Regions from separate parts of the Mus musculus genome. Here regions 1 and 3 are each linked to region 2. A link is a contact called in public Hi-C and HiChIP or PLAC-seq data. All regions are on one chromosome and are shown on one strand. The core of a region is the stretch at or near the end of the contact, and the rest is flanking DNA. Distances in the headings are between cores, read along the strand shown.

What was found. Hi-C and Micro-C count contacts between places; a contact is called where the count stands out from the background. HiChIP or PLAC-seq counts read pairs in DNA pulled down with a chosen protein or histone mark.
Region 1: an H3K4me3 HiChIP or PLAC-seq map of bone marrow-derived macrophages shows a contact between it and region 2, with 4 times the contacts expected there. The contact joins the enhancer-like site here to the promoter of Cdkal1 in region 2. A contact is called at or near these places in 3 of 39 promoter capture datasets (liver and pre-B cells), 4 of 484 Hi-C or Micro-C datasets (the N1E-115 cell line, bone marrow-derived macrophages, double positive thymocytes and 1 more), 9 of 115 datasets of contacts at active chromatin or transcription factors (the SCID.adh cell line, bone marrow-derived macrophages, embryonic stem cells and 4 more) and 2 of 9 other capture datasets (adipose tissue and liver).
Region 3: a contact with region 2 is called in a Hi-C map of embryonic stem cells, with 5 times the contacts expected there. The contact joins the enhancer-like site here to the promoter of Cdkal1 in region 2. A contact is called at or near these places in 11 of 39 promoter capture datasets (the 3T3-L1 cell line, 3T3-L1-derived adipocytes, the C10 cell line and 7 more), 14 of 484 Hi-C or Micro-C datasets (B cells, bone marrow-derived macrophages, colorectal tumor organoids and 10 more), 15 of 115 datasets of contacts at active chromatin or transcription factors (the 230-238 cell line, CD8 T cells, acute myeloid leukemia and 9 more) and 2 of 9 other capture datasets (embryonic stem cells and liver).

What each region holds. Positions count from the first base shown.
Region 1 is chr13:30,041,777-30,044,476 of GRCm38.p6, forward strand. No RefSeq gene overlaps it. Among named protein-coding and RNA genes, the nearest start is that of Gm40860, 40 kb to the left of the region's middle. Within about 2 kb of position 1,360, at least 62 of the 459 cell types and tissues checked have an H3K27ac peak or open chromatin away from gene starts, as enhancers often do. A contact at or near this core is called in bone marrow-derived macrophages, double positive thymocytes, memory CD8 T cells and 1 more, where this site is marked.
Region 2 is chr13:29,854,389-29,857,088 of GRCm38.p6, forward strand. It overlaps Cdkal1 (CDK5 regulatory subunit associated protein 1-like 1), which reads right to left and starts at 1,285. Exons shown (of 16, transcript NM_144536.3): 1 at 1,175-1,285; 2 at 510-553.
Region 3 is chr13:30,067,637-30,070,336 of GRCm38.p6, forward strand. No RefSeq gene overlaps it. Among named protein-coding and RNA genes, the nearest start is that of Gm40860, 66 kb to the left of the region's middle. Within about 2 kb of position 1,410, at least 9 of the 459 cell types and tissues checked have an H3K27ac peak or open chromatin away from gene starts, as enhancers often do. A contact at or near this core is called in embryonic stem cells and trophoblast stem cells, where this site is marked.

The DNA of each region.
Region 1 (2,700 bases), core at 110-2,609, 190 kb after region 2:
TTACTGAGAATTTTTTCCCCTTAATTTGCCCAGGGTTTCAAATCAGACTATTTGCAAAAGTAGCTTAGTCCAGATCCATTGGATCTAAAGAGATTTTCTATTTTAAAAGAAGTAACCAGTTTAGCTTTCTCTTTAGGGACACACTCCCACCTTTCTGTGACCCTAGAGAGAATGAGAAGAGTCCCCCTTTCTCTTCTGTGAGAGAGAAAAAATCAATTCTCTCATTTCTCCAATTAGTGTAGAGCTCAGCCCTGAGAAGTGGGCAGTTTGTGTCCACCAAAATTAGAAACAGACAATTAATGGCTTGTTACCTTAGGCTTGGCAAATGCCAAGAAAGTGAACAGAAGATGATGGCACAGACAAGCTGTCGTGGGTTAGCGGTGATCCAGGCCCTCGAATAGCTCATCTACAAAAAGAGAAACTAACAGCTTTCTGTCTTCATTTTTTCATCTTTTTACTGACAAACATTATAGCATGGAACATATTTTCTTTTTCTAAATTTTTTGTTGGTGTCTATTCAGTGAGCACAGTAATGGTTTCCCAGAGACATCTCATGTGGGTGTTACCATGTGATTCTACCATATTCACCTCACTATCCCCTTCCCTTCCCTTTCTTGCCACCCCCCCCCACTGCCGTCTTTTCTATTTCCAGGTCATCTCCCTTATACTTTCATGTCACATATACATATATATTATTTTATGTTCATGTATAGAAGAACTAGAATTTGTACCTGACAGAAACATAATGTATTTAGCTCTCAGTGATTTATTTTGTTTAATGTGATGATGTCTAATTATATCCATTTTCCTGCAAACACTAAGATCTCTCCTCTCCCGTCCTCTCTTCTCTCTTCCACCCTTCTCCCCTCTTTATCTCTCCTCTCCGTTCTATCTCTCTTTTGACAGTGTCTGTGTAGCCCAACTTAGCCTCAAACTTGTGCCCCTCCTGCCCCAGCCTTCCAGTTTCTGGGAATATAGGTATATAGGACCACAAAGAGCTTGCCCATTGGACTCCACCACCACTTCTGCCCGGCCTCTCGCTCAGCACCCCTCGGGGCTTTAACACAGCTTCATGGGCAGGGCGACAGGTGCAGGAAATCAAGTGACTTTTCCAAGGCAGCAGATCTGAGCTCTAGATCTTCATTTCTCAGAAGCCCGAGCTGTCAATCAGCACGCCCTACCGTCATCGTATCAAGGGCCCAATCAAGTGTGGATTCTTTATAGTATGTATTTAGCATCTAACAATACAGTTTTTGATTAGGGAGAGCCTTGCTGGGAAGGCTCTGTACCTTAGAAGGCAATTAATGCTGAGCCCGTGCTTCCCTTTTTAGAAGCTGCTCTGTGGAGGAAAAGAAGCAGTAAGATGAAGCGCCAGCCTGGGACCGAGTACTCGCCACAGGAAGCTCGCAGAGGGTTTCCGGGGTGCTTGTGAAAGGTCTATTTCCAAACGAAAGATTCAGCTCTTCTGCCACTCACCCAAGATAAAGACACTTTCCCATGACACCCAAGGGAAGTTAACAGTCATTTAACAGTAGCTGAAAAGTTCAGCTCGACGAGACAGATTTAGACTGGAATGAGGGATGGGCAGCAAGGGCCTCTGCATTCAGTGATAGAGAATGTGAAGGTTGCGCCACTGGACATCCAGATACCTTTCAACGCATCTTGAATTTGGACGATTCGGTGCTTTACCGGCTCAGCTGCTTTACAATCTCTCCTACAAAGATTTGGGCTTGTGTCTTTTATCAGGGAAAACAAATGCATTTGTGAGCTTTAGGAACACAAACAGAAAATTGATTTATACCAAGAGGCCATTGAGGATTGGGGGGAAAAACTAAGTGTCAGGAAGAGAACTGACATGTGAGGCAAAACCAAGAACAGGACTCCAAGGAAGACATAAAAAAATGACAACAGGCAGAAGAAAGTAAATAGGCTCCTGGGTAGAGCTCAGCTTCTAAAAACACAGGGCAGAAAGTTCTAGATGGGAGGATGTTTAAAGGATTTGCCTTGACTCCCAAATGTATCAATGATGTATGTGACTCTGAGACTTGCAGTTACTCAAACTCTACTTTGTTACTTTTGAAGCAGAGTCACAGAAACACCTCCTAAGCTTTCAAAGACTGCTGGGGAAAAGTACAAAAGACCATGAAGAAGAAATGTGCTCATAGGTACAGGATGAGCCTTGTATTGCAAGCCATACTGCATACTATGATCAGTTGCCATTAGCTACTAAATACTGAATATTGCTTTAGAATGCAAAGTTCCTGCTCTGGACTACTCCCTTCTCCTTGAGAATGTGTTTAAAAAAATCAAACCTTTACTGAGTGCGGAAGCACATCCTTTTAATCCTAGCACTTTGGAGGCAGAAGTAGGTAGATCTCTGTAAGTCAGAGGCTAGCGTGGTCTACATAGAGAGACCCTGCCTCATATTTTTATATAAATAAATCAAAAGTTTATGTGTTACCCTAAGGTCTATATGAAGTCTGAAATAGAATACCTGTATAACTTTAGTGTCTTAAACTTCACTTTTATTTGAAAGCATATGGGATCATGAAAAGATCAGTGTGGGTGTTTTATCTTGTGGAGTACAATTTTTGTTGTCTTCTTAAGGCAGGGTCTCACTCTGATAAAAATGGCTGGCTTATGATCTGCTATATAGACAAGGGTGACCTGGAACTCACAGCTATCCACCTGGCACTTCCT
Region 2 (2,700 bases), core at 35-2,534:
GTACAGAAACAAGCCTTCAGGAATGCCATATTTGGGCTGCAGAAATGGCTCAGAGTTAAGAGCACTGATTGCTCTTCCAGAGGACCAGGGTTCAATTCCCAGCAACCACATGGCAGCTCTTACCTGTCTGTAATTCCAGGATCTGATAACCTCACAAAGACATACATGCAGGCAAAATCCCAGTGCACATAAAATTATAAATACATATTTTAAAAAAAGAAAGAAAGTCATATTTAACAGCCAGGTAGAGAAGTAGGATATAACAGGGACTAAGCAACAGCCAAACAAGAAAACAGATGTGCCACAAATGGGAAAGAGAGCATGTCTCGCTTCTTAATGAAAATGAAAAACTAAGGAAGAGATACAAAAATGTCTCTCCGATGAAGTTATAGGGAAATCTAGTTTTCACAAAATGATACTGGCTAATTACTAAAAACTTAAGACATCTTTCTTCATATTCTAATGCAGAACTAATTACTCAAATATTAGAAACTAAAATAAACCAATACCTTGATTTTCTGAAATTGGTCTCAAGTCCTCTTGAAAGATGAATCTGAAAAATTAAAATTAATTAGAAAATGCGAGTACCCTATAAGTTCATAAAACCAGTGTATGACCTCTTTACAACTTCCTTAAAAAAAAAAAAAAAAAAAAAAAAAGGATGCATCTAGCCACTTTTTAAACTGCTACCCTGCACTGTAACACCTGAGCACAATGAAAATCACCAAGTAAGAAACAAGTGATCCCTTATGACACAGGAAAGTTTTCTAAGCAAGGGAGCAAAGAAAAGAGGGGAAGGGGGCGCAAAAACACAAGCGACCTCTGCCCCTATGCCCAACTTCAGTGCAAAACACTCATCTCCTGAAGCCCTGATCGCGTAGCACAAGTACATTCACGGGTAAAGCGAGAGGGGAAATGAGGCTAGAGCAGAATGGAAGTCCCTGACGTCGCCAGCCAGCAGTGTCTGCCGCCACGCCGGCCTCTCTCCAGGCAGCGCTCCAGAGTCCGACTCTCCACGCCAGCCGCCAAGTCTTTTCCAAACTGCGAGAACAAGCGGGCGATCGGCCCAAAGGAGAAAACCTGCGGAAACGAAGCTCCGCCCAAAATGCAGCTCGGCCCACGGTCGCTGAGCACTGATCCATTTGCCCCAGTATACACAGATCCAGAACTTCACCTGTCCGAACTGAGAGGAAAAAAACCACAAGCCCCTGCCAGGAAACTGCACAGACTTCAGATGGAGAGCGCCATGACACTTGTGTCCCGCCGGGCTGATTTGCGCATGCTCCGCGACGGTAGACCGGAGAGGTCAAAACAGATCGTTGTTTCAAGTTTGCGTTTGTTTTTATCTATAATTATTACCACATTCTTCTACAAACAAAGGTGAAAATACACTCCTACCTCATTATGTTAGCTTATCAACTAACTTCTGCTAAGTTATAACCTTATAACTTGTCCTGCACAGTTAAGAGATTAACATAAACATCTTGCCATTTATTATTACTACTCATTATTCACAAAAAGGGACTGGAGACTTTAAATACTTACCAGAATAATTACCTCCGGAGTAAATCATTTTCATTACATTCATTACATTTTATCAGTTCCCTCCTCTATCTATCTATCTATCTATCTATCTATCTATCTATCATCTCTATCTCTTTTGAGACAGCATCTCTCTATAAAACCTTAATTGCACAGTCACTCATTATATGGAATGAACTGGCCTCGAACTCACAGATCGACCTGCCTTTACCTCCAGATCTCTAGGATTAAAAGCATGCTCCACCATGCCCAACTAATTTCCTTCTCTTCTATAGAGAAGAATAACTAAAATAATAGTTGTTCTATCGAATAACAGAAGTCAATTAACACCAAACTCGTGCCCACATCTACCTCCTACTGCTGGGATTACGGTTGTGGCCCACTGCAGTAGGCTTATATTTCTGCTTCTGCAGAGACAATTCAGCCGAGGTAGTCAGGTTTCATTTAATAATTCCATAAGAATACATAAGAAGAAACCTTTATACTTTCTTTGTCAGTAATGCATAACTTTATATTTAAAAAGCAAAAAGAAAGGAATGATGTGAAAAATATGGAACAAAATCTTTATGTTTTCAAAGGGATGAAGATTTTTGTTGAAGGATGAGTGGTTTAGCAGTCTGTGTATTGGGACCCAGGGACTTCTGCATGCTAAGCAAGCACTGTACCACTAAGCTGCATCTCCTGACCCTAGGTTTGTTGTTGTTGTTTGTTTTCTTGCTTTTGTCTCCATAGTGAAAACTGAATGGGAAAATGTTAGCAATAATAAAACCAATGGACAAAGGAATAATAAATCCAGAAATTACAAAAAATTAAAAACAGATTTAGTTTATAACTTTAGCAATTATCGGTTGTACTATTGAATTTAAACCAATCAATAACTTTTCATGAGACACAATGTGTGTGAGTTTAATTCGCTCTTTAAAAAGTGCATATGAATTGTTTGTGCAGAGATTGCATGGACATAATAGCGACAGTCTTAAGACAGATAAGTCTATTTCTTAGGCGAATGGGACAAACGTAGATGTGAACTGTAGGGATTGGGCATTAAATGTGCTGTGATTTACATTGACTTTCCACAGCCTGTGACCAAAACCCAGCTCTAATTTCAAAACAAGGGGTGCACATAAGAATCGATGTTGGATACAGGGACTGTGAAGA
Region 3 (2,700 bases), core at 160-2,659, 210 kb after region 2:
GCATTGACTAACGCAGTTGATTGCAGCGCTTTGGCCTCAGTGTGGTAGAACAGATCTTTGCAGAATGATGGATGCAAAGAAAGCCAGCAGATGGTTTATAGGGATCTGGCCAAGGCACTAATAGCAACAGAGCCAGTGCTTGCAATTGCTTAGTCAGCTGAAGCCACACACACTACACAGACAAGGGAGTGGGCTGTTCCAAGGTTGTGTAAGGACAGACACAGTGCAAGTCCCCGTGGGCCAAAGCAGATTTCACCTAATCTCCTAAGTGCTGGTCCCGCAGGGTCAGCCCTGCAGAGTTGCACAAATTCTCTAGGGGTGTCTCCATTCATGTGTGTTCCTAGGATATTATATCACATCTTTGGGTCATATCTGGAGCTCATTAAATTAGAAAAGTGTATGTGTGTGGAAGTTGAATTCTGATACTTACTTTTTCTAGGTTCTCTCTTTCTTTCTCTCTCTTTTAATCAATGATTTTGGCTGAGTATAGAAAATCAAACTGGATCTGATTAAGAAACCTGACACAGGCAGTTTCCAGTCAGGAGGGAGTGTTGGGGACCACATGTACAAGTACGCACACACACACACACACACACACACACATTGAGTATCCTTTATCCAAAGTACCTAAGACCAAATGTTTCAGATTTTGAACTGGGACCATTTAGCTGATCATAGTGAAATCATGAGATGTCTTAGGGTGGGGGCCAAGAGGAAAGATGAAATTTATTTGCATGTCCTGTGTAGCTCGTACATGTAGTTTGGAGGTGACTTTGTACAGAGTTTACTGTTCCTTCACCTTGACCCCAGCCCACCACGTGAGAGGAGGTGTGGAAAGTTTTGCACGTGCTTGCTCATGAAATCTCTGATTTGTGAGCATTTTGGTTGCCGACATTTTGATTAAGGATGCTCAGCCTGTAAATATAGTCCTAGGCCCCACCCACAAATATTCTGATAGGTTCCTTCCAAATCATTAACTTTTCCAGGGAGGTAGCTCATTAGTATTTCAGTTAGCACAGTATTCAGCTATGAGAAACAGAAAATCCATCTACAGGAGCATAAACAAAGTAAAGAGAAACAATTTTTGTTATACAAGGCTGGGAGAGAGCTCTGTGTGAGGCGCCTGCCGCATAAGCATAAAGACAGAGTTCAGACATCCAGTGCTCATTTAAAAGCCTGGCATGGCCGCCTTTAACTCTTAAGGTCTATAACTCTTTCTCGGAGGGTGGGGACTGGTGGGTCCCAGGGTCACACCTAGTCAGCATGGTGAGTTTCAGTTCAGTTTTTAAACAAAATGTGAAAGAATGAGAGAGAAAGGTCCTTGATGCCACCCATGTACACTCGGACGGCAGAGTACACTAACATAGAGGCATATGTGTAACAGAGGGGGAGGAAGGGAGAGGATGGGGCAGGGAAGAGGGTGGGGACACAGGGACAAGTTTAGGACAGCTGCAGCAGCTCCAACCATCTTGTCCAGACTAAGGAAATGAAAATGCAGAAAAGAACACCCATGTTCACCCAATATCTGCTTCTCAGGGCCTTGAACTGGGTCATGTGGATGTGGTAGTATGGCTATTCTAAATTTATCCCCTACTGGCTTAAAAATAAATGAGCCTCAGACTATGCTTATTTTATTTGGCTTTGACAATAACTGGGGGGTAACCCCAACCTACTTTTCTAACTGCTGGTCTGGCTGCCTCCCCAGCGGTGTTACCCCCCACCCCCCACCCCCTTGCTTGTTGTTTCTCCTGGCCAGGTGCTCAAGGCTCATCTCCTCTCACAGGGCCTTCCATCTTCTCCTCAGTCCTCTCCTTTCTCATCTCTGCTCCCACTCAACCAGGTAACTCGAAACCCACTGCCTCTAATCCCTCCAGTAATTGGTTGTGCCATTTTGATTTAACCAATAGTTTTAAATTAAGGAACAAGGTTTGCATAACAAAAGCTGGTAACCTTTTGAATTCACCTTAGGCCTAAACCTACAGAATTTAGCATCATAATACATAGCAACTGAACAAACTGCAACAGGACACACACACACCTACTGTGAGGTAACTCCTGCAGGCAAACTGGAGAAGCTGTGAAGAGAAATTTAATTCTGTCGCAGGATCTGGAATGGAGAGGAAACTCCCAGCTTCCTCTGCCTGCCTTTCACAAGAGGCCATGTTTGCTTCTGCCTCCACTACTCTATTTTCAATGCTAAAAGCCATCACTACAGTTTGGTTCTTTGAGATAGCCTCAAATAGTAATTCTTAGTCCCCCAGTCAAGACCAGCCTTTGAGTGGTTGCATGACCTAGACTCTAGCTAGGTATTTTAGCAATGTGACATCTGAACACGCCCTGGCGATCCTATCTTCATTCTTTAACAGTTCTACTACACACCTTCAACAGTGCATTAAATTTTGCATCAAGAGCAGAATTTCAGTGCTGATCACAGCCTCACTGGCCAGGACATATGGGAAACTGCAGGATATCTAGGTAGCCTCCGAGAGCCACAGTGTAACAGCACAGCAATGTACCTTTCTAAATGCATCCTTTGCAACACAAAGCAATCCACACAGTTTACAAACACTAAGAAACAGTCAGAGACCCATTTTCCCATGTAGCTTTGCTTCAATCCCATGTGATCATAGGCAGGGCAGGGGTGTCTCTGGGATTTTAATTTCTTCATGTGTGAAAGGAGGATGCCAGACTAGAAACTTC